7 separate regions of the Mus musculus genome follow, and regions 1, 2, 3, 5, 6 and 7 are each linked to region 4. The links are chromatin contacts, called in public promoter capture Hi-C maps. All regions are on one chromosome and are shown on one strand. The core of a region is the stretch at or near the end of the contact, and the rest is flanking DNA. Distances in the headings are between cores, read along the strand shown.

Region 1 (2,717 bases), core at 98-2,597, 1.9 Mb before region 4:
CAGAGTATACAAAATGCTTTGAAACACATCGCCTCTTTATCAGCAAACGCCAATCAATACACCTCTGACGTCAACAAATAGCTCTAAATGCAGACTAGGAAGACAGCACCAAGTTGCCCTGTTTTCTCCCAAACAGAGGCCTCCGACGTGCACTAGTTGGGTCCCAAGGGACCGGACCGCTAGCCTCTAGCGGATTACCGCCAAGACGTGAGGATGCCCTCCCGCTGGAAGCCAATCCCTAGCGGCCTCCACAGCCCGCCGCGCGTCCGCCCCGCCTGCGCAAGCATGCGCAGGAGCGCTTCCGGCAGGGGACAAAATGGAGGCCCTCTAGGCTGCGGGCGGGGGGGAAGAGGAAAAAAAAACGCCGAGGGTAGGCAGGCGCCGCCATCTTAGGGAAACGGACGGCTTTGCTCGAGAACCCGCTCACCTCCGAGTCGGAGATCTTCTCCTCCGTGCGCGGTCCCGGTCCGCCGGGAGGGGGCCCCTGGTGGTGCTGCTGGTGGTAGGGCGCATGATGCTGCCGGCCCCCACGGGGCTCGCCGCCACCTCGGTGTGGTGGCTTCGGGTGGCCACCAGGAGCGCCCATGCCCGGGCCACCTCCAGGCTTAGGCCCACCGGGCATCTTGCCGCCTTTTGGACCGCCAGGGCCTGGCCCCGGCTTAGGCCCCGGCCCGGCGCCCCCGGCGGGCGGTGGCGGAGGGCCGCCGGTCTGTGGAGGGGTGGTCGAGACTCCGCTGCTCGGCGTCGATGGGGGAGGCGGTCCGGGGGCGGTGGAGGGGACGGCGGGCGGCGGAGTCGGGGTTGGACCAGGGCCCGGAGGGGCGCCGGTGGTCGGGGGGTTGGCGGGCGGAGCCGAGACCGCCGGCGGAGGCGCACTGCTCACCCCCGGCGCCGAGCCGGGGCCTTGGGGGACGACGGGCTTGGATTCCTGCGGCGGAGGCGGGGGCTGTTGATGGGGCGGCTGGTGCGGCGGCGGCTGCTGGTGCGGCGGCGGCTGCTGCGGCGGAGGCTGCTGCGGCGGCGGCTGCTGCTGCTGCTGGTGAGGAGGTGGAGGCGGGAGCGGCGGCTTCGGGCCGCCAGGGCCCGGGCCCATGGGGCCGCGGTTCTGGTTGAGGCCCATGCCCGGCGGCGGAGAGCGGAAGTCGTGAAGGCCGCCGCGGCCGCCACCTCCTCCACGCCGGTGAAAGCCTCCACCGCCGCCACCGCGACTCCGGAACCGATCCCGAGACATAGCTGTAGTCAAGGGGCGGTCGAGGCAGAAGCGGAGAAGTCGCTCAGGGAACGTGGTTGCCACCTTGCTGAGCACAAAATGGCGGACGACACAAGCTGCGCGCCGCCTTTGTCCTCTTCTTAAATAGGACAGTTCGGCCTGGCCCGCCTTCCCTAGATTGACAGCTCGGACAGCCAATAGCAAGTACAGTACTTGATGATGAAACCTAAGTTTTTCCAATTGGCTCCCTAGTGAGAGGCGGGAGGTAGGGAGGGCTGGGATTTCCATTTGACCAATAAACGGATAAGAAAGTGTCTATACGCCTTTGTGATTTGTTGGAAGAAATTTGAATGGGCATGCCCTGCAACTTTCGCGTGAAATTAAATATCCAGGGCCCTATCAGCTCCTGATAGCGCTGAAAGGCTATTTTCTTTCCTCTTATGAGTAGTCCGCTATTCTTGGCTAACATCTTCGCTGGGTTCAAGGTTATAAATTGAACTTGTGCTGTCTCTTATTCCTACGCCAATGAAGTTAGAGTCAATTTCACAGAGTTTAATCTCAACGGTTTTACTTTTATTGAAACCCTATCAAAGGCTAGCAGATTGGCAAACACGTGAGCCCAAAATTTGGGAGGAGGAGGCACTAGTAATCAGGACTGCAAGTTTATCTTTACATTATCAATTACATTGAGTTCAAAACCAGCTTGGGCTACATGAAACGTAATAAAATAAAAATAATAAAATAAAATAGAAGCCCCGGTTGTTTTGGCATATGCCTTTAATCCTAGCACTCTGGAAGCAGAAAGGACTCCAAGTTCAAAGCCAGCCTGGGCTGCATAGTAAATTCCAGGACAGCCAGGACTGCACAAAGAAACCCTGCCTCCAAAAAAATTAATGAATAAATAAAAGTAAAGATTTAAGAAAAAGGAAGCCGGGTGTGAGTTCCAGGACAGCCAGGGCTATACAGAGAAACCCTGTCTTGAAAAACCAAAAAAAAAAAAAAAAAAAAAAAAAAAAGGGAAAAAAAAAAACATTATTTCATAGCAACACGTTTGTTGTAATACTATAAAATTTGCCATTAGGTTTGAGTGAATGCAGTCTTTGTCCAAGAGGGAAAAGTATGGAGAGAGCTGAGGACACAGCCTTTGGGGTTCTGGCTTGTGTGACATGCAGAAGACTCACTTTATTCTCCAGCAGAAGGGTAAATGAGGTAGATGTGACTCCATGTGTGTGTACAGTAACAATTTACAAGCACAAATCATGGGAGAGGAAATTGTTTTTGATTTTGTTCAAGACGGGGTTACTCTGCATAGCCCTGGCTGTCCTAGAACTACTTCTGTAGACCAGACTGGCCTCAAACTCAGCCCTCCACCTGCCTCTGCCTCCCAGGTGCTGGGACTAAAAGCATGCATCCACCAGGTCAGCCGAGATTTCCTTTTTATTCCCTCCCTTTAAAGCTTCATGAACATTGGGTTTTAACCGGGATGGGGCTGGTGCATGCCTTTGAT
Region 2 (2,700 bases), core at 67-2,566, 1.3 Mb after region 4:
ATCTATATTGACAATAAATGTGCTAAAATAAACTTAACATGGGTAATGTGCCTAGGGAGGCTTGAATCCCAATATGGCAAAACAAACAGAAAACCAGCAATTTGGTATGCTGTGCTGTCTTATATTTTACAGAAATAAATGTGAAAGTATATGACCTATGTTATGATCTTTAAAGAGTTTGTAGAAACGGAAGAGGACTCAGAGAAAAGCAACCAAAACGAACAGGAGGAGAAGGAAGAAGAGGCGGAGAAGGAGGAGGAAGATTGGAGATAGTATGCCTTTATTGTCTAACCCCAAGTGTGTTGAAGTACTGTGACAGCCATCTTGGCAATTAGAAATGAGTATCTAAAATTTGGACTGTTCTAGAAAAATCTGTTACAGAGATAATGTTAAAGCCAGATTACAGGAATCACAGCCACTAATATACAAATAATTACAGAAAGGCTTTGAATGTGGAGGTGTTGTTCTGATGACTCTATTGATGTATTTGAAAGCACTGGAGTTACTCCCCAGGAAAATTACAACCAGAGTTCCCTAAAGCAGAACCTCCCTGTTTTCTATTCATTTGCTGAATATCAAAAGCATTTTCCAGCCAACAGTACGGCAGAGAATCTCGATTGACCCGAGGAAGAACCAGTCTGAGTTGCCAAGTCGGATGAGGAAGCCAACTGCCAAATCAGCTATCAGGGGAAGTTCCTAACACCCTGGTATCACTTGGTTAGACAGTTTAAGCCAGTGAGTTTTCTGGTAGGATTGTTTTTTGTTTTTTTTTTTTTCCTTTTAATCCTTTTTTGCGTAACACATATCCATTTAGTGATCCGATTAATGGCCGGGTCATCTATCCCCAAAATACATTCATTTGTAACACACCTCCCCTTCCAATTTTGCCCATGATTGCACAGGGTTCGTGGATTAAATAAAGTCTATCCTTAGATAACCCGGTTATGTTTGTGAAGATTTCCTGGGACTCAAGACAAAATCCTTTGATAACCCTTTAGAATCACCTCTTTTATCGGTCACGCGGCCAAGGGAACCCCGGTCTCCCAGGGTCTCTCCCATCCCCCGCCCCCGAGGCCCCTGCCGCGCAGGTGCGAAAGACCTCCCAGGCCACTCCGGCAGAGAGCGTGAAGGGGGGGGCCCTGGGAGGGGCGGGGGCGGGGGTGTTGCTAGGCGACCACGCTCTCCGCCCAGACCGGCCTACTTCTTCCGCAGGGGGCGCCATGGGCCGAGCCCAGGCTCGCGGGCCTCCCGGATCGGCCCTTTTCCGACTTCTTCCCCTCTGCCGGGCGGTGGCGCACGCCCGTGACGTCACAGGAGGCGGGGCCAGCGCGGCTGCCGGGTGCCGGAGGCGCCATTGGAGCCGGCTTGGCTTGGGAGCCGTAGCTGAAGAGTTGGATCCAGGGCAGTCCTTGCTGCCGCGTCTGCGTCTGGTCTCTGGCCCTTCCGCGGGATGGCGTGCGGGGCGACACTGAAGCGGCCCATGGAGTTCGAGGCGGCGCTGCTGAGCCCCGGTTCCCCGAAGCGGCGACGCTGCGCCCCTCTGCCCGGCCCCACTCCGGGCCTCAGGCCCCCGGACGCCGAGCCGCCGCCGCTTCAGATGCAGACGCCGCCGGCGAGCCTCCAGCAGCCTGCCCCACCCGGCAGCGAGCGTCGTCTTCCAACTCCCGGTAACCTGCGCTGCTGCTGCGGACTTGGCAGGAAGCCAGGCCCGGGCGTGGGGGGCGGGGAGGGTGCGGGGGTCGTGGACACCGGCCGAGATCACCTCCGCACCCCATATCGGCCTTGGGAGAAAAAGGAACTGGGGTGCTGCTGGGCCCGGTTGCTTCCGGGGACGAGAGACATCCGGGAAGGGCAGTGACCCCACAGTGTCGGTTTTCGGGTTTCCTGGAGCTGGAGAGTCTGAGGGGTGGGCACCAAAATGAGGTGGGGATACCCCAGACCGCCGAAGGCTCTTGGTGTCCCTGAAGCCCCTCCTGCCTCCGCTTGTGCGGAACCTCCCGGGAGATCCAGTGGGCCATGGAAAATTGGATTCTGCTCACGAACCCAGCCATGAGTGGGGCGGGAGACGGATAGAGGGGAAGGGGCGTGAGCGTATGTAGCGCCGCAAGGTGCTTTTAGGAAGACTTGATTTCTAGAATTCTTTAGGGAGCAGAAGCCATGGAATGCAATTTCAACCAGACTATTTCTTAAGAGACGGACTGACCTTGTTTTATCGTGTGGCTATTGTCTTGTTTCGGGTATGGCTTGAAGTGGGTAGTTGGTTGGCTAGTATTTGAGAATCCTTAAGTATACAGAGATTCTGTACTCAAAATTCAAATATCTAATACAGTGACTCGACTTGAGTAAGGCACTTCGTTTTAGACAAGGCAAAAAGAAGGACTCATGGGGCAGTAAAGATGCCTATCATATTGCAGTAGGAGGAGGGAACGCGCTTCAGCACCCATATTCAGCAAATTAGAGGGATCCCAGAAATAATCCCTCAAAAGTGGATTTGGCCAAGTTGTTTCTTTGTTTTCTTCTTATTGTTGTTCCTCAAGCATTAGGAAAACCTGCAGTCCCTTTAAATCATTTTTCCCCCTTACATCTTGCAGTCTCTAGTGCCTCTAGTTTTCATTTCCTCCTTCCTGTGCTTAGCCCCTCAAGGATACTGCTGCCACCAGCAGTCCTCTCGAGCTTTACCTGTGTTCACGTCGTCGTATC
Region 3 (2,700 bases), core at 161-2,660, 1.8 Mb after region 4:
CAGTTGAGCAAGTCCCCAAAAGAGAGCCTGGTAGAAACAGCTTGACACTAGCAACTCCCCTCAAGGCAACTGGATGAAACTGCTCTCCTTGCTTTCCACTGCCCTAAAGCCATCCCAAGTCAGTCAGTTCAGGTTAGAGCCCCCAGTTTTGCAACCTACACTTTCAGGTGTCATTTCAATGCACTGAGTGCCAGACCCACTTCTACCTGAGTGGGGCTAGACACACTAGAATACCCAAGTCCCTTTATTCGGATCCCGAATTACACAAATCTCCTTGGGTTCCAACCCCTGCTCTACCCCACCCCCACCCAGTAGCCCAAGGTCATCAGGTTAGCAAGTGGTGGGAGACTGAAGCCAGGGTCATGACCACATGCCTGGCTCATTTTGCTTCCACCCAAGGCTTCTCAGGCAACATGCTGTTATGTTCCCCGGTCCTGGCAGTTTGGCCTCCGCCTTCAGGATTCCCAAGGTCCCCAGGAATCTCCCGAATGTGTGCACACCGCTACTACTCACCGTCAGCTGGCTGCTGGAAGTTGACGTAGGCATAACCCAGAGAGCGCCGGGTGATCATATCGCGACAGACCCGGATGGACAGCACAGGCCCCGCAGGGCTAAACTTTTCATACAGCATGGCTTCGGTGACGTCCGAGTGCAAATCGCCCACGTATAAGGAGGCCATGGGGTAGCTGCTGGCTGCAGCGTTCATCTCCCCACCCCCCACGACCCCGAGCCCCGCCAGGAGGACTTCTAACAAGGCCTACTGCAGGACAAAAGGGGCTCCGAGGAGCTATGGCACGCGCCGCAGCGCACAGGTGGCACCAGCGACGCCGGAGAAGGCTGGAGCAGGGAGGCTCCGAGCCGGGACCCGTGTGCGGGACGACTTGCACGGGACTGCAAAAGCCCCAAGACAAAAGGCTCTCAAAAACAATATGGCCCGCTCCTGGAGTTTGTACTCTCCAGCTGTCCTGGCTTGAGGCTTAAAAAATAAAAATTAAAGTAGGAAATCCCCTCGTAAAGGGGGCAAAAAATTTTCAAGAGGCAATCAGATGCTGCGCTCACGGCCGCCTTGGGAACACGCGTTTCGTGATAAATATAGGCCCCGGACTCCCGGCGGTTTACAGTTACAGCAGCCCAGGAAGGGGGAAACCAAATCTTTGCGGGTGCCGGCGAAGGGCAGTGCGGACACGTGGTGCGGCCAGCCGGGGCGCGGGGCTGCCACGCGGCGCAGAGGCGTGCAGGGGCGGGCCGGGCCGAGGGGGATGGCTCACCACCGGACGGACAGACAGACGCTGACGGACAGGCAGGCCGGAAGCTGTGAAAGTCACTTCCCCACGGGCTCCCAGCACAAGTCGCTGTCTGGTTCTTTTTCTTCTTTTTTTCCCTTTTGCTTTTTTTTTTCCTCTTCTTTTCTTTTCTTTTTTTTTTTTTTAAGGTTTTTGAGGCTTTTGTGTTTTTTTTAAGCTTTTTCTTTTTTCTGCTTCAGGCGTGCTGAGCCCAAACGCAACACTGATGGCTGCGACCCGGGGCGGAGAGAGGCGGCTGGAGCCGCCACCGCTCCATTTATACCCTCCCGCCCCGGGCGCTGCTGGTCGAAGGGCGCCTCGAGACCTGGGCGCAGTCGTGCCCGCCCACTCTGCCCCGGGGGCCCAAGGCGGGGCAGTCACACCAGAGTGACCTGGAGCCGCCCGCAAGGTGTCACAGCGTCCCCTTGCGTTTGGAGGACCAGCAGCACGCACCTGTATGATTCTCTTTCTGCAGTGTATGGATTGAGTCATGTCCTCCCCAAGACCCACACGCAGGTATAATGTTTAAAACATCCATGAAATGCCCAAATCTACACAAAGGGATGCTAAAGTACAGCTACTAGGTGGCCCAATACATGGTTGAGCTGAATACGTAAGACATACGAAAGTTTTAAGAACATATAACCTTGAGGTTGGATTTTGGAGGTCATTAGAAATGGTGGTGGTATCTTAGGTGATGAGACTGTTTTTGAAAAGATGAACAAATCTTGCCAAAGCTTTTATAAAACAAAACGTGACTGTCCGCTCCTGTTTTGTTCTGGTGGCACGCCTACAGCTTAGTTTGTGCAAAAGGAGAAGAGGAGAAGAAAGGTGTATTTGGGCTCATGGTTCTTGTATAAGGGAGCTATCTCTAGTGATGTCCTTACAAGGCATCTCGTGGCGACTCATGGCACAACACAAAGAGAATGCATCTGTGCATGTGAAACAATGTTTTTGTTACTATGTAAACGCTAGTTAAGAGTTTACGCTTAGATGATGAAGGGTAATCATTGACTTTTTACCCAAATGAAGGTTTCACTGACCATTTGAAGATCATGTTATCTCATGAGACTAAATATGTGGAGTTATAGCAGTATTTCCTTACTCCATAAGTGCCAGGGACCATTTTTTTTTCTATCCTTATATTCACTCAAACCAGAAATTAGCAAAAGCTAGACAGATACTCGTCTACTGGTTGAAGCAAACAATTGAGGAAATATAAGTATTTAATCAATCAATTCATTCCAATAAATGGCTAATCAGAGCTCCCCCCCCAGCAGATGCCATGGTTGCCATGGTTACCATGGTATACAAGTAAGAGTCCCTCCTTACCTCTGAGAATAATTTCTGGTGACTATATTAAATAAAGAAGCCTTGCTAGGTGTAGTGACTCACACCTTTAGTCTCAGCACTTGGG
Region 4 (2,700 bases), core at 200-2,699:
TCAGTCAGAAGTCAGAGGGAGAAAGAGCTATGTGATCTGTGAATCCGAGGCCAGCCTGCTTTACTTAGTGAGTTCCAGGCTAACCAGGGCTACATAGTAAGACCATGTTTTAAATCAAAACAAAAATCCTGCAGCCAAATATTAGTAGAGGATAAAATGGAGAGATACTATTAGATTTTTTTTTCTTCCAGACAGGGTTTCTCTGTATAGCCCTGGCTGTCCTGGAACTTACTCTGTTGACCAGGCTGGCCTCGAACTCAGAAATCTACCTGCCTCTGCTTCCCAAGTGCTGGGATTAAAGGCGTGCACCACCAGTGCTCAGCTAATACTACTAGATTTTGACACTCACTTTTGATTGGTCAAATACCGATCCCAGCCACGGATAATATTGCCATACATCTGAGTGTCTTCCAGGTAGCTTCCTTCAAAAGCATATATCTGTCTCTCCAAGTTTGCAAGTGTTTCCTAGGTGATGAAAACAGGGACAGGGAAAAACAAGCATTAAGCAAACTGAAATTCCGTCACAGACTTGTAAAGTCAAGCTTACCCACAATGAACCATTTCTGTGGAAGTGTAGGGGTGATGGACCCCTTTATAAATAGAATGAAATGTATAGTCTATCCTCAGAAAATGCACACACATGCAAGATTTTGCATCTACTTCAGAGGCAAAACCTAGCTGTCACGAGCAGGGATGAGACAGACCGTGAGCTGTCTCCATTCTCACTCACTAAATGTGTTGCTACCAGCAGCGAGAAGGGTGAACAGCTTTTCAAAAGCATCTCTTCTACATCAACTGCTTCCTCCCTGCTAGCTCTGGAAGGGCCGCCCGCAGTGGATGCCGGTTGCTATGGAAACCTGGAAGGGCAGCTTCAGGTGAGCTTTGCCTCCCGGATGCTCGCCGTAAAAGGCGGGAGCCTACAGGGCAGTCAGCAGGGTGCCGGCGGCTCCTGGTGCGCGTCACCAATCCAAATTCCCTAGGCTGCGTCTTGGGTCTCCCGCCAGCCCCGTTCCTTGGCATCCTCAAATACACCACATTCCCCGGCCATTGAAACGCGCCGCCCATGGAATCCATCGTGCATCTTCTCCAGGCCGGGGTCTAGCCGCCTCCTTTCCAACCGCTAACCCGACCTGAGCGTCGTCCCCGCCTCCTGCCTCTCGCCCTTCCCGCGCCCTCACCGCCCCGCCCCGCCCCACTGAGCGCAGGCCGGGAACCGCGCCGCCGCAGGGAACCGCGCCGCGCCCGGCCGCCCAGAGCGCCCAGACCCTGGCTGCCCGCCGTCCTCGCCTCCGGAGCTGCCTGCGAGGCCAAGTGGGGACGGCGTCCAGGCCTCGGCCACTCACCGCCAGCTCCTGCTTCCGCTTAACCAGCTCGGCCAGCTCCCGCCGGGTGTCTGGGATCTGCGGCGGCGCCGTCTTGTTGTGCATCGCCATGTTGGGCTCAAGCGGCGGCGGAGGCGGCGGCGCGCGACCAGTAGGCGGACCCTGCGCACTGTCGCCGCTGGCCGCCAGGGGGCGCGACCCCCCACACCGCGCCTGCGCGCGCGGCTTCCGGGGAAGCTGGCCGGCTCAGCGCGCGAAAGCCGGCGCGGAGAGGCGCTTGTACGTGTGGGACCTTCCTTGCTGCTCCACTGTGGGCCTCTGAGCTTAACAGACACCCACAGACATTCACTACATCGAGAACCCAGCTGCAGCATAGGCCTGTTGAGTATTCCATATGTCTCCCGGCAGACGAGGTCCTTGCAACACCACCCAACTGCAGGTGGAAAACCTGAGCAAGGTTCCGCCCACCAACCGGGTTGCAGAGAAGATCCCCAAACCAACATCTTGCTGGGTTTAGCACAGGCAAGCAGATCTCCTGTTGTACGTGGTTTGCCGGAGGGGAAGGATTATGAAAGAATTAGCTTCTATCTTCAGATCCAGAACTGTATCCAGGCTGGTATTGAACAGAAACAGACCGTGAGTTTATCGTCCTGCCTCTGCCTTCCCACTGCTGGGATTCCATGTGTTGAGCATGCCCGCTGTTAATAGGTGCTGGGGATGGATCTCAGGACAGACGAAGCAAGCACTCTACAGGTACACCCTGAGCCCACCTCTGCATTCTCAGTGCTCAGCAACGTCACTCGTAGTTTAGGTGGCGTTCTTTGCCCCCATGGGTGGATGTCCTTGGGTTTCTATGCCCTAGATGTATATTGTTCAACAGGTATGAGAAATTCTCAATTTTCTAAAACTCCTCTTGCCTAATTTTCTCTCTCACAAACCTCTTCACTAATCTCTTGTTCCTCTCCAGTAGTACATGCCTATAATTCTAGCACCCAAGAGGCCGCGGTAAAAGAAGCAGGAAGGTCAAGGTACTACATAGTATTTGGGCCAGTAAGACTATATAAGACAGTTTCACCACCACCCCCCAAAAAAGAAAGTCAAGGCTGTAGATGAAACTCAGTTGGTAAAATATCTGCCTAAGCCCAAGCTTGCACAAATCCCTGAATTTGAGTCTAGCATCTCTTCCTTTCCTGCCAGCCTGGCCCACAGAAGAACCTCCCAGGGCCAGGCATGGTGGCACATGTCTTTATTCCCAGCACTCAGGGGACTCGAAGACAGACAGGACAGCTGTTTTGAGGGGGAAAAAATCAAGATGAGCCTCAACTACACAGAGAATTTGAGGCTAGCCTAGGCTCAAAAAAATAACAATCAGACCTTG
Region 5 (2,700 bases), core at 70-2,569, 1.3 Mb before region 4:
GCATGCTGTTTGTCACCACACCATGTTTTTCTGGAAGCTAGTTGAGCTTGCATTCATTCAAAGAACTAGTTCCAGAATCAAGAGATTGGGGGTAGGATAGGTCCTTCCACAAGTCTGAGATTTAGTTCTTATGGCTTAGGTCAATATGGATTGTATATAATCAGAGCTTGAACATGACTTTTAAGATGTGCTCATTCATCTGAGGATGTGATATTTTAAAAGTGATAAGAGTATTTCTTTTCAGTCAACAGGAAGAGAGGCAGAATTGGTGTGCTAGATGTGGCTTGGAGTCACTTCCATGTATTAAATGTTTATTATGTAGTCAGCATATTTATTAAGTACCTCAAAATTGTAACTATTGTAAATATTTTTGTTACTAACATTTGGGAGGTTTTTGTTTTTTGTTTTCCTTTCAGTTTTTCTGATGAGGAAACTAAAGTCCAAAGATAAAGTGACTAATCCAAAAACCCAAAACGGGGAGGGAAGGGATCGTGAAAATAAAATCTTTCTCAATTCTCTTTTTTAAAAAAGAAATATATGTCAAAACATTACTGGTTCATTGGGACACGGGGAAAAATACTGAATCATTGCTAAGCTTGCATGAAGTATCTGGTTTCACGAAGCCAAGTATTTTTAAAAGACGGACTATTTGCCGGATAATGAGCTGGGTCTAGTCTCCCAAAGGTTCCAAGTCAGCAGAAAAGCACCAGACTGGATCGGATCGGGGAAACTGGAGGCTGACCAATTTAGCTGTAAAAGTCTCGAGTCCCAAGGAAGAGAAGGTTTAGCAGGTGTTTAAACACCGGAAGGTCGTTTAGGTTCCTCAACGTATTGGGAGACTGTTTAAACATAAACGTAATTCCATCTGGTATACATGGAACATCCCGTTTCTTGTTCATCCGTTTAAAAACTATATTGAACTTGTGGTCACCGCCTAGTGCACGTGCTCCAAGCGGGTGTGGCAGACGGAGCTGGGAGGGAGGATGCCCTTGGCTGGTCACCCGCCACTCTCAGGTAGGATGTACCTCAGGTAAGCTCCGCGGGCAGGCAGCGATGTCGCCTCAAGCAGCGGTCCTCACCCGGGAGGCTGGCACGGGGAAAGCTGGCCTCTCGCTCGGGATTGTCGCCGTCAGGCACAGCGGGTGCAGGGCGACCGCCCATCCGCGGCTCCGCCCCAGCCAGGCACCGGCTCACCCGCCCACAGATCCCCAGACCTTGTTGCTCCCGCAAGGCTCTGGCTCCAGGCGAGCTGCCGACCCGGAGGGAGAGCGGGGCGGGATCCGGAGAGCGGAAGTGACGCGAGCGGGCTTCCGGGGGCGACCGGGAAAAGCGAGCGGCTGCGGCGGCGGGGCGGCTGGCGGGTCGGGAAGCTGCACGCGTCAGCATCTGTGGGCGACGCAAGTTCCGGACCTGGTTCCAGCGTCCTCACTCAGGACTGTCGCCGCTCTTACCTCGCTGCAGGCTGTCTGTCTCTCCCGACTGTGCCTCTTGTGCCCGGAGCTTTCCGAGGGCGTCCGCTCCTCGCCTCTGTGGTGGCACCCTTCTCTCGTGAAGCACTCCCCCCAGCTCCATGAATGGAAATCGGCTCCGCAGGTGAGGCGAGCTGCGGGACAGGGCAGGTGGGGTCGTTACCCCGATGTTGTCCCCTGAGCATCCTTGTTCCTTCCACTTCAGGTGCTGTCAGCGCACATAGTGAGGGAGTTGCGGGCTTTCAGGCCCGATGCGGGTGTCCTCTCCACAGCCCAGGGACCTACACTCTTGGGGTCATTGAGTTGGCGAAACTACAAGGAGGGCTTAAGTTTGGAGTTCTGTAGGTGATGACATCCCCCTAGAGTGCTTTCCCCTGAGAATGGAGAGAAGTTTGCCCTTGCTTTTGGAATTCTTGTTGGAAATATAAAGGGCGCGCTTGTCCTTTAACCGGGTCGTGTGTCCCATGGATGCAGAACAAGTCAGGCATAACCCTTATCTACCTATTAGTGTAGTTTGAGGATACTCTGAGATAATCAATGATTACGTTTCTAATTGGTGCTCGGGCGACGTCAGATGCAAGATGGCATTGCTCCCACCCCTGGTTCTCAGTGTCTGAGTGTGTAGTTTCTGAGGAGCTCGGAGATGTCCTGTCGCTCTGGACCACTGCTTACTAGAAGGCAGAGCTTCAGGATGCTGACACTATTTCCCCTCTATTTTCTATTCCCTGCACAGGAAATCTGGAATTTAGGATTTGTCTCTTGAGGAAAAAAAAAAAAAAAAAAAAAAGAGGTCTTGAGAAAGGAAGCCGGCCTGGATAGTGCTTGTCTTTAAAAAGGAAAAAGTAGTCAGCGATTCTAAAGTAGTTGATAGAGTAACATGAAATAGGTGTTACATAACGGCCTGCTGGCCCAGCAGTCACCCTGTTCTCCAGTTTGAAAGTTCTCTCCATCCACAAGATCAGTAATATATTGTTTTCATATATTTGGGGGATTGCCTTGTTATTATGTCCTAGCAAGTCACTGAATTTCATATCTCATCTTGCCAATTTGAAAGGTCCCCAAATATAAGAGAAAAAAAAAAACCCAAAACTAAAACTAGCAACATAGAAGGCCTTCAAATCAGTTCAGGGCATAATTGTCGAAGGGATACAAAAAGGCATTTCCTTTATTATGTGGAATTTCTTTCTACTCAGTGTCTACCATTTTTTCCCTTTCTATGTTCCATTTTTTT
Region 6 (2,700 bases), core at 121-2,620, 1.6 Mb before region 4:
TACACAGATTTGAACCTAGGTTCTACCACCTGTAAGCTTAGAAACTTTTTCTTTGATAATTTTAAAATTTTTATTTATTTATTTAGAGACTCTCTCTCTTGTTCTGCACAGGTGCACATTGCCACAGAACAGGTGCACAGGTCAGAGGACAACCTGCAGGATGTTGGGGTGGGGTCTCTTCCTCTGCCATCTGGGTTCTGGGACCAAACTCCGGTTGTGAAGCCTGGGCAAAAGCATCTTTACTACTGAGTTATTTCAACATCTCCTTAAGAAAGTTTTGTACATATACACACATATACACACACACACATACATATATACACATACATAGATATGTATACGCACACATATATGTACACACACACACATATATATGCATGTGTGTTATATATAATATATACTATATCTATACATCTTAGTTATACATATTCTGTCTCCAAAACTAACTGCAAGAAGGGCACATAGTAGAGCCAAACTTTTAACAAATTAAAATGTTAACGATGGACACACCTGATACATATATGCTTCAGTTTGTTAAGTGTTTGTCCAATGCTAACTCCTTCACTCAATCCTCTCAACAAGTTTTGAGTTGGTTATTAGTAATTTGAGAGATAAGAAAATCTGGGCACGGGAAAAAAAATAACGTACAAAACTCACAGAGCAAATAAAGAGAGGCCATCTCTGCTGCATTCCACTATTTAACGACAAGTAAAATCTAGCAGCCAGGGAAAGGCGGAAGAGGCTCTGAGGTGAGCCACTGAAGACAGCGGAAGCAGAGTGGAAATGCCAAACTCTGGGGAGTCTCACTCTCCCCAAGATCCCACCTTAGGGCACCCACAAATTATAACTTCTATCTGGGGCGACTGAAACTTGCCAGAAATTCAGAAATTGGAGGCGCCGGGCACACACTTGAGCTCTCATAAACTTAATTCCCTCACGCTGAGCAACTCTCACCTAGCAAGCCTCATCTGACCCAGAATCCCAAACTAGAGCCCTAAGCTTGTCTGCCGGCTCCCCCGGCTTCTCAATCCTGCAGTGCCAGCAGGGCAGAGCACACTGGGCTCCATCTTCCAAGCTGCCCAGAGGGAGGCCCACGGTCCCCTTCACCAACTCCCGCCGACTGCCCCTCCAGCCAGGCCCGCCGGGCCTCCCCCTGCTTCCTCTCACCGTCCTTCATCTGGACAATATTGCTGGCGGCCACTCGGTCGGAAGCGACGAGGACATAGTCTGGGCCCTGGATGCCAATGAGGTACTCCATGGTGCCGGGAAGCGGGAGGCTGCAGAGGCCACGGACAGGGACACTTCCCGGGTACACGACCTCACCAGTGAGACAGCACACCCGGACTGAGCTGGGGGTGACGCAAGACGCGCGACGGCCCAGTCACTGGCGCGGCCCAATGACGTCACCTCTCGCGAGAGAGCAGGCGGGAGCTTGGGTGCTTTTCCGCGCTGAGATTGCGGAGTGGGCTGGTCTAGAGGTGTGGTTTGGAAACGTAGCTGTGGGTGATGGGGCGTTGCGTTTCCTTATCTACCAAGTCGAATTTTAGAGTTTGCACGCAAATCAAGCCGTACCCTGTGTAAGAAGTACCAGCACGTGTGGGTGCTACAGAGGAGAGGAGGTCTTCAGCTTTCTGGTTTTCATTTCCTTGCTCGTTAAACAAACGGGAAAATTTTCCCTGCAAGCCAGATTGAAGAACAATTTCCCCGAGCCATAGAGTTAAGGACCAGGGGAGCAGCCTAGGACAACACATCTCAAAAGCAAAACAAACAAACAAACAAAAAACCTACTTGGCGGTGGTTCCCTCTTGAAATCCTAGTACTGGATAGACAGAGGCAGAAAGCACGTTAGTCAAGCCTGTCCCTCGAACCCACGGTAGAAAGAACAGACTCCCCAAAGTTTTCCTCTGACCATCACACTAGCGCGTTCATCCCCAATACAAATAATTTTTAAAAAAAATTTTAAATTTAAATATTTTACTATACTTCTGTTTCATTACATTTAAAATATTATTTTAAAAATGTATTTATTAATGTAAATGAGCTAAATACCTAATAAAAATGGGAAAAAAAAGTATTTATTTACACTCCAGCCATTGCCCCCCTCCCCAAAGTTCCTCATCCCAACAAATTTTTAAATGTTCACTTTTATTTACTTATTTTTTATATTTTGATTTGTCCCGACAGGATTTCTTGGCTACTCTGAAACTCACTCTTATAGACTAGGCTGACCTCGAACTCAGAGATCCACCTGCCTCTGCTTTCTGAGTGCTGGGATTAATGTATTGTGACACCACCACCCGGCCTTTTTTGAGAGATGGGGTATTACTACTATGTAGCCTTGGTTGTCCTGGAACTAATTTAATTGTGTTGACCAGACTAACTTCAAATTCACAAAAATCTGCCTTCCTCTAACTCATCAGTGCTAGAATTAAATTCCTGATCCACATGCCCTACATGAAATATTTTGGAAAGAGTAAGATAGGAAATTAGGGATGGACTGGAGAGATGGACCCGTGCTTAAGAACACTGGCTGCTCTTCTGGAAGACCTGGAATCAATTTCCAGTACCCATAAGGCAACTGGAAGACAGCTATCAGCAACTCTGGTGTATCTCTGTCCTCTGAAGGCACTTCACACACTTGATGCACACACATACATTCAGGCCAAAACCCCATAACACATAAAGTAAAAATAATTCTTT
Region 7 (2,710 bases), core at 46-2,545, 1.7 Mb after region 4:
AGGCTTAGCTCCAAGCTTCACTGCCAAATCTCCACACACCAGTGACTCGTTTTATTTACTGTTTGTGTGAAGAGTAGAAATAACTTTCTCATAAGTTTTATCATCTATATTAACTACTTGGGCCAACAGGACTTTGTACATTTTAACTGACCTTTTTCATCCTCATGAAATCCGAGGGACCATCATAAAGGGAGTCAAGTATTACACCTCAAAGAGATGCAAGCTACCTCTGGCAGGCAGTCTTCTGGGTTGCTTTGTACTTTTCTTAACAATTACAGGGTCTCTAGATAGCTTTCCTAAAATCCAGAACGTAGTTTGCAGGATTGTGTAACACATTTCTCTAATATTTTCATTCTTGAGACTTGAAATATGAACTCATGCTTTTCATCTAGCCCTTCAGAGGCTCAGATTTCCTTGGACGTGCACAGCGGTTATAGCCAATCCAGGTGTTGGTCATGGGCTGTTCCTGCTAGAGTCTCCACTGCCCTGCAACCCGCACCCCATTTTCCGGTCATTAAGACCGCTGAAGTCTGAGCAGAGAAATCCAGGTGGCGAAATGGGCCAAGATCTGACATACTTGAGAAGGGAAACTGTGCCTAGAGTTTATCCAATAACTTGGTTCCTGAGTCTAACTTAATTCCTTGGCATGCCAAGAAAAGACTGTGTTTAAGGCTAGCCTGTTCTTTGGTCAGCGCCAGAGGTGACATTGGAAAAATACAGGGATAGTCGTTGGCGGCAAAGCTGGAGCCTAGGATAGTGCAGACCGCCCACCCCAGCCCGTACGTCTCTACCGGCAGATGGGGCCCCCGAGTGGCCCTAGCCACTACCGGCTGGTAGTGGGGGCGGCGGGGGCGCCCCTTCTGGGTTCGCCCTTGGGCTGGGCTCCCATCCCGCCGGTTGGAAAGAAGCGGGGGCGGAGGGGCCGGGCCAGCGTTGTGAGGGCGGGGCTTTCCTTTGTCAGGGGATTTGCCCGGCATGACCAGGACTGCCCCTCTCCTCTCACCCTCGCAGGCGGGGACACTATTACTCCCGTGGGTGAGGAGGGAGTGAGCTAGAGGGGGTGCGGGATGAGCTGGAGTCCCTCGCCCCAACCCCGGGAAGCCCCTCCCTCGCCGCCTTGGCCTCCAATCCTTGCCTCCGCCCCCTCCCCTCCCGGCGGGGCTCCCTATAGGCCCCGCCCCCGTCCTCCTCCCTAGCAGTCGGCGCCGCGCGCTCCCGGGCTTCCAAGGGGGCTGCCCGGGCGGGGCAGCGGCTGTGGCGGGGCTAGAAGGGGGAGGAGATCCGCCCGCCACCCGAGCACTTCCAGCCAGCGGCGTGTGAGCGGGCCGCGCGGCGTGAGAGAGGCGGGCTCGCCCCCCTCGTGCGGCCGGAGCGGAGCCTTTTGTTCCCGGCCAGAAGTTTGCATGCCGGGACCGTGACAGCTGCGGGCGGGGAGGACGGCTGCAGGGCCGGCGGCGTGGTGGAGAAAAGAGGCGACTGCTTGTCATGCAGCCCACGACGCGGCGGCTGGGGGCCGGGGACCTGCAGTGGCCGGGGAGGCGGCGCCCACAGGACACGGGACTTACTGCTGCCGGAGGGACAAACTAACTTCCTGAGCGCTAGACCCAAGGCCGGCCCGCCGGGAGCCACCTGCAAGGTTGCGGTGAGGCGACCCTGGCCCTCCGGGGCGCGAGGCATGGCGCGGGTTTGCGGGCGGTGCTAAGTGAGTCCAGACTGCCTCTTGGCCGCTGCCGCAGCCTGCCCGCCTTCTGAAAGGCCCAGCGTGGGCCTCCACTCGCCTTGTTTTGCGGCCACGATACAGTGTTGGCTTGGAAGCCACAACAATGCCATGATGTTTTGGAGACAGGAAGCCCCAAGCTGGCCCCGAATGAAGGACTTCCTGTGTTTAAAGTTGCAGGAATATCCGCTGACCAGCCCTGTTCAAATGCAAACACCCAACTAGAGAGGACGAATGGCTAATTCAGACCAGCTGGACTCTTTAGGGCTGAACACAGGATAAAATGAAAGGAATTCTTAGGAGCTTGGACCATACTTGAAGGCTAGAGAGGGTGTGCCATTGTTATAAAGGACATAGTTGGTATACATTTTCTGCTTCCAACTCAGCTTTGGTGCGAATCGAGTGAAACTAGATATTGAATAAGACTTGTCAATATCAAACGATTTTTTTGCTGACTGAATTTGAAAGGGCTTTAGAAAAGTAAAACCAGAAGCCATACAAGTATTTGTTTTATGTTTATTGATTAAATAATATCATTTGTCTTTCTGCAGTTATGAGGCTGCTAGCCTGTGAGGGAAAACCTGTTTGTCTTATTAGAGTTTCTCCCAAAATGGTTTCAAATTGGGAACTTCCAGATCTTTCTGAAAGGCAGATGCAATTGGTGGTTTGGAGTATAAACATGTAAGAGGACTTACAATTCATGTAGAATGTATTTTGAGAGAACCCGTGGCGGGGAAAAAAAACTTTTGAAAGATTGATGGTTCATCTTTATTGAAAAAGTATGGGTAAGCCACTTAGCAGGCCAGACTGTTTAAGGCGGAACCCTACCTGCCTGGGTAAAGGGGAAGATGAGGATGGCTATATAGAAGATTGCTATGTTCCACAGCGGTCTATATACGATACAATGAGGATAAATGAACAGATTGACCAGGGGTCAAAACTTAATCAGACGTCAAAAAGCACCATGGAGAAGATGGAAGGAAGTACCATATC

The links. Promoter capture Hi-C pulls out the DNA fragments that hold promoters and counts their contacts.
Region 1: a contact with region 4 is called in a promoter capture Hi-C map of liver, with 2.4 times the contacts expected there. The contact joins the promoter of Sfpq here to the promoter of Meaf6 in region 4. A contact is called at or near these places in 4 of 39 promoter capture datasets (liver, neutrophils and pre-B cells) and 2 of 9 other capture datasets (adipose tissue and liver).
Region 2: a contact with region 4 is called in a promoter capture Hi-C map of liver, with 2.3 times the contacts expected there. The contact joins the promoter of Akirin1 here to the promoter of Meaf6 in region 4. A contact is called at or near these places in 3 of 39 promoter capture datasets (liver and pre-B cells), 1 of 484 Hi-C or Micro-C datasets (B cells) and 2 of 9 other capture datasets (adipose tissue and liver).
Region 3: a contact with region 4 is called in a promoter capture Hi-C map of pre-B cells, with 2.5 times the contacts expected there. The contact joins the promoter of Pabpc4 here to the promoter of Meaf6 in region 4. A contact is called at or near these places in 2 of 39 promoter capture datasets (liver and pre-B cells).
Region 5: a contact with region 4 is called in a promoter capture Hi-C map of the C10 cell line, with 2.6 times the contacts expected there. The contact joins the promoter of Ago3 here to the promoter of Meaf6 in region 4. A contact is called at or near these places in 2 of 39 promoter capture datasets (the C10 cell line and hippocampal neurons).
Region 6: a promoter capture Hi-C map of pre-B cells shows a contact between it and region 4, with 3 times the contacts expected there. The contact joins the promoter of Psmb2 here to the promoter of Meaf6 in region 4. A contact is called at or near these places in 2 of 39 promoter capture datasets (liver and pre-B cells).
Region 7: a contact with region 4 is called in a promoter capture Hi-C map of pre-B cells, with 2.6 times the contacts expected there. The contact joins the promoter of D830031N03Rik here to the promoter of Meaf6 in region 4. A contact is called at or near these places in 1 of 39 promoter capture datasets (pre-B cells) and 1 of 9 other capture datasets (liver).

The regions. Positions count from the first base shown.
Region 1 is chr4:127,019,931-127,022,647 of GRCm38.p6, reverse strand. Sfpq (splicing factor proline/glutamine rich (polypyrimidine tract binding protein associated)) reads right to left here and starts at 1,347. Exons shown (of 10, transcript NM_023603.3): 1 at 428-1,347. The coding sequence starts at 1,231.
Region 2 is chr4:123,748,915-123,751,614 of GRCm38.p6, reverse strand. Akirin1 (akirin 1) reads left to right here and starts at 1,316. Exons shown (of 5, transcript NM_023423.3): 1 at 1,316-1,667. The coding sequence starts at 1,451.
Region 3 is chr4:123,281,621-123,284,320 of GRCm38.p6, reverse strand. Pabpc4 (poly(A) binding protein, cytoplasmic 4) reads right to left here and starts at 1,410. Exons shown (of 15, transcript NM_130881.3): 1 at 514-1,410. The coding sequence starts at 706.
Region 4 is chr4:125,083,910-125,086,609 of GRCm38.p6, reverse strand. It overlaps Meaf6 (MYST/Esa1-associated factor 6), which reads right to left and starts at 1,449. Exons shown (of 8, transcript NM_001374123.1): 1 at 1,344-1,449; 2 at 350-465. The coding sequence starts at 1,433.
Region 5 is chr4:126,428,161-126,430,860 of GRCm38.p6, reverse strand. Ago3 (argonaute RISC catalytic subunit 3) reads left to right here and starts at 1,319. Exons shown (of 19, transcript NM_153402.2): 1 at 1,319-1,593. The coding sequence starts at 1,575.
Region 6 is chr4:126,676,313-126,679,012 of GRCm38.p6, reverse strand. Psmb2 (proteasome (prosome, macropain) subunit, beta type 2) reads right to left here and starts at 1,370. Exons shown (of 6, transcript NM_011970.4): 1 at 1,168-1,370. The coding sequence starts at 1,258.
Region 7 is chr4:123,410,496-123,413,205 of GRCm38.p6, reverse strand. It overlaps D830031N03Rik (RIKEN cDNA D830031N03 gene), which reads left to right and starts at 1,295. Exons shown (of 1, transcript NM_001167918.1): 1 at 1,295-2,710. The coding sequence starts at 2,499. The region is part of intron 57 of Macf1 (microtubule-actin crosslinking factor 1); the gene reads left to right.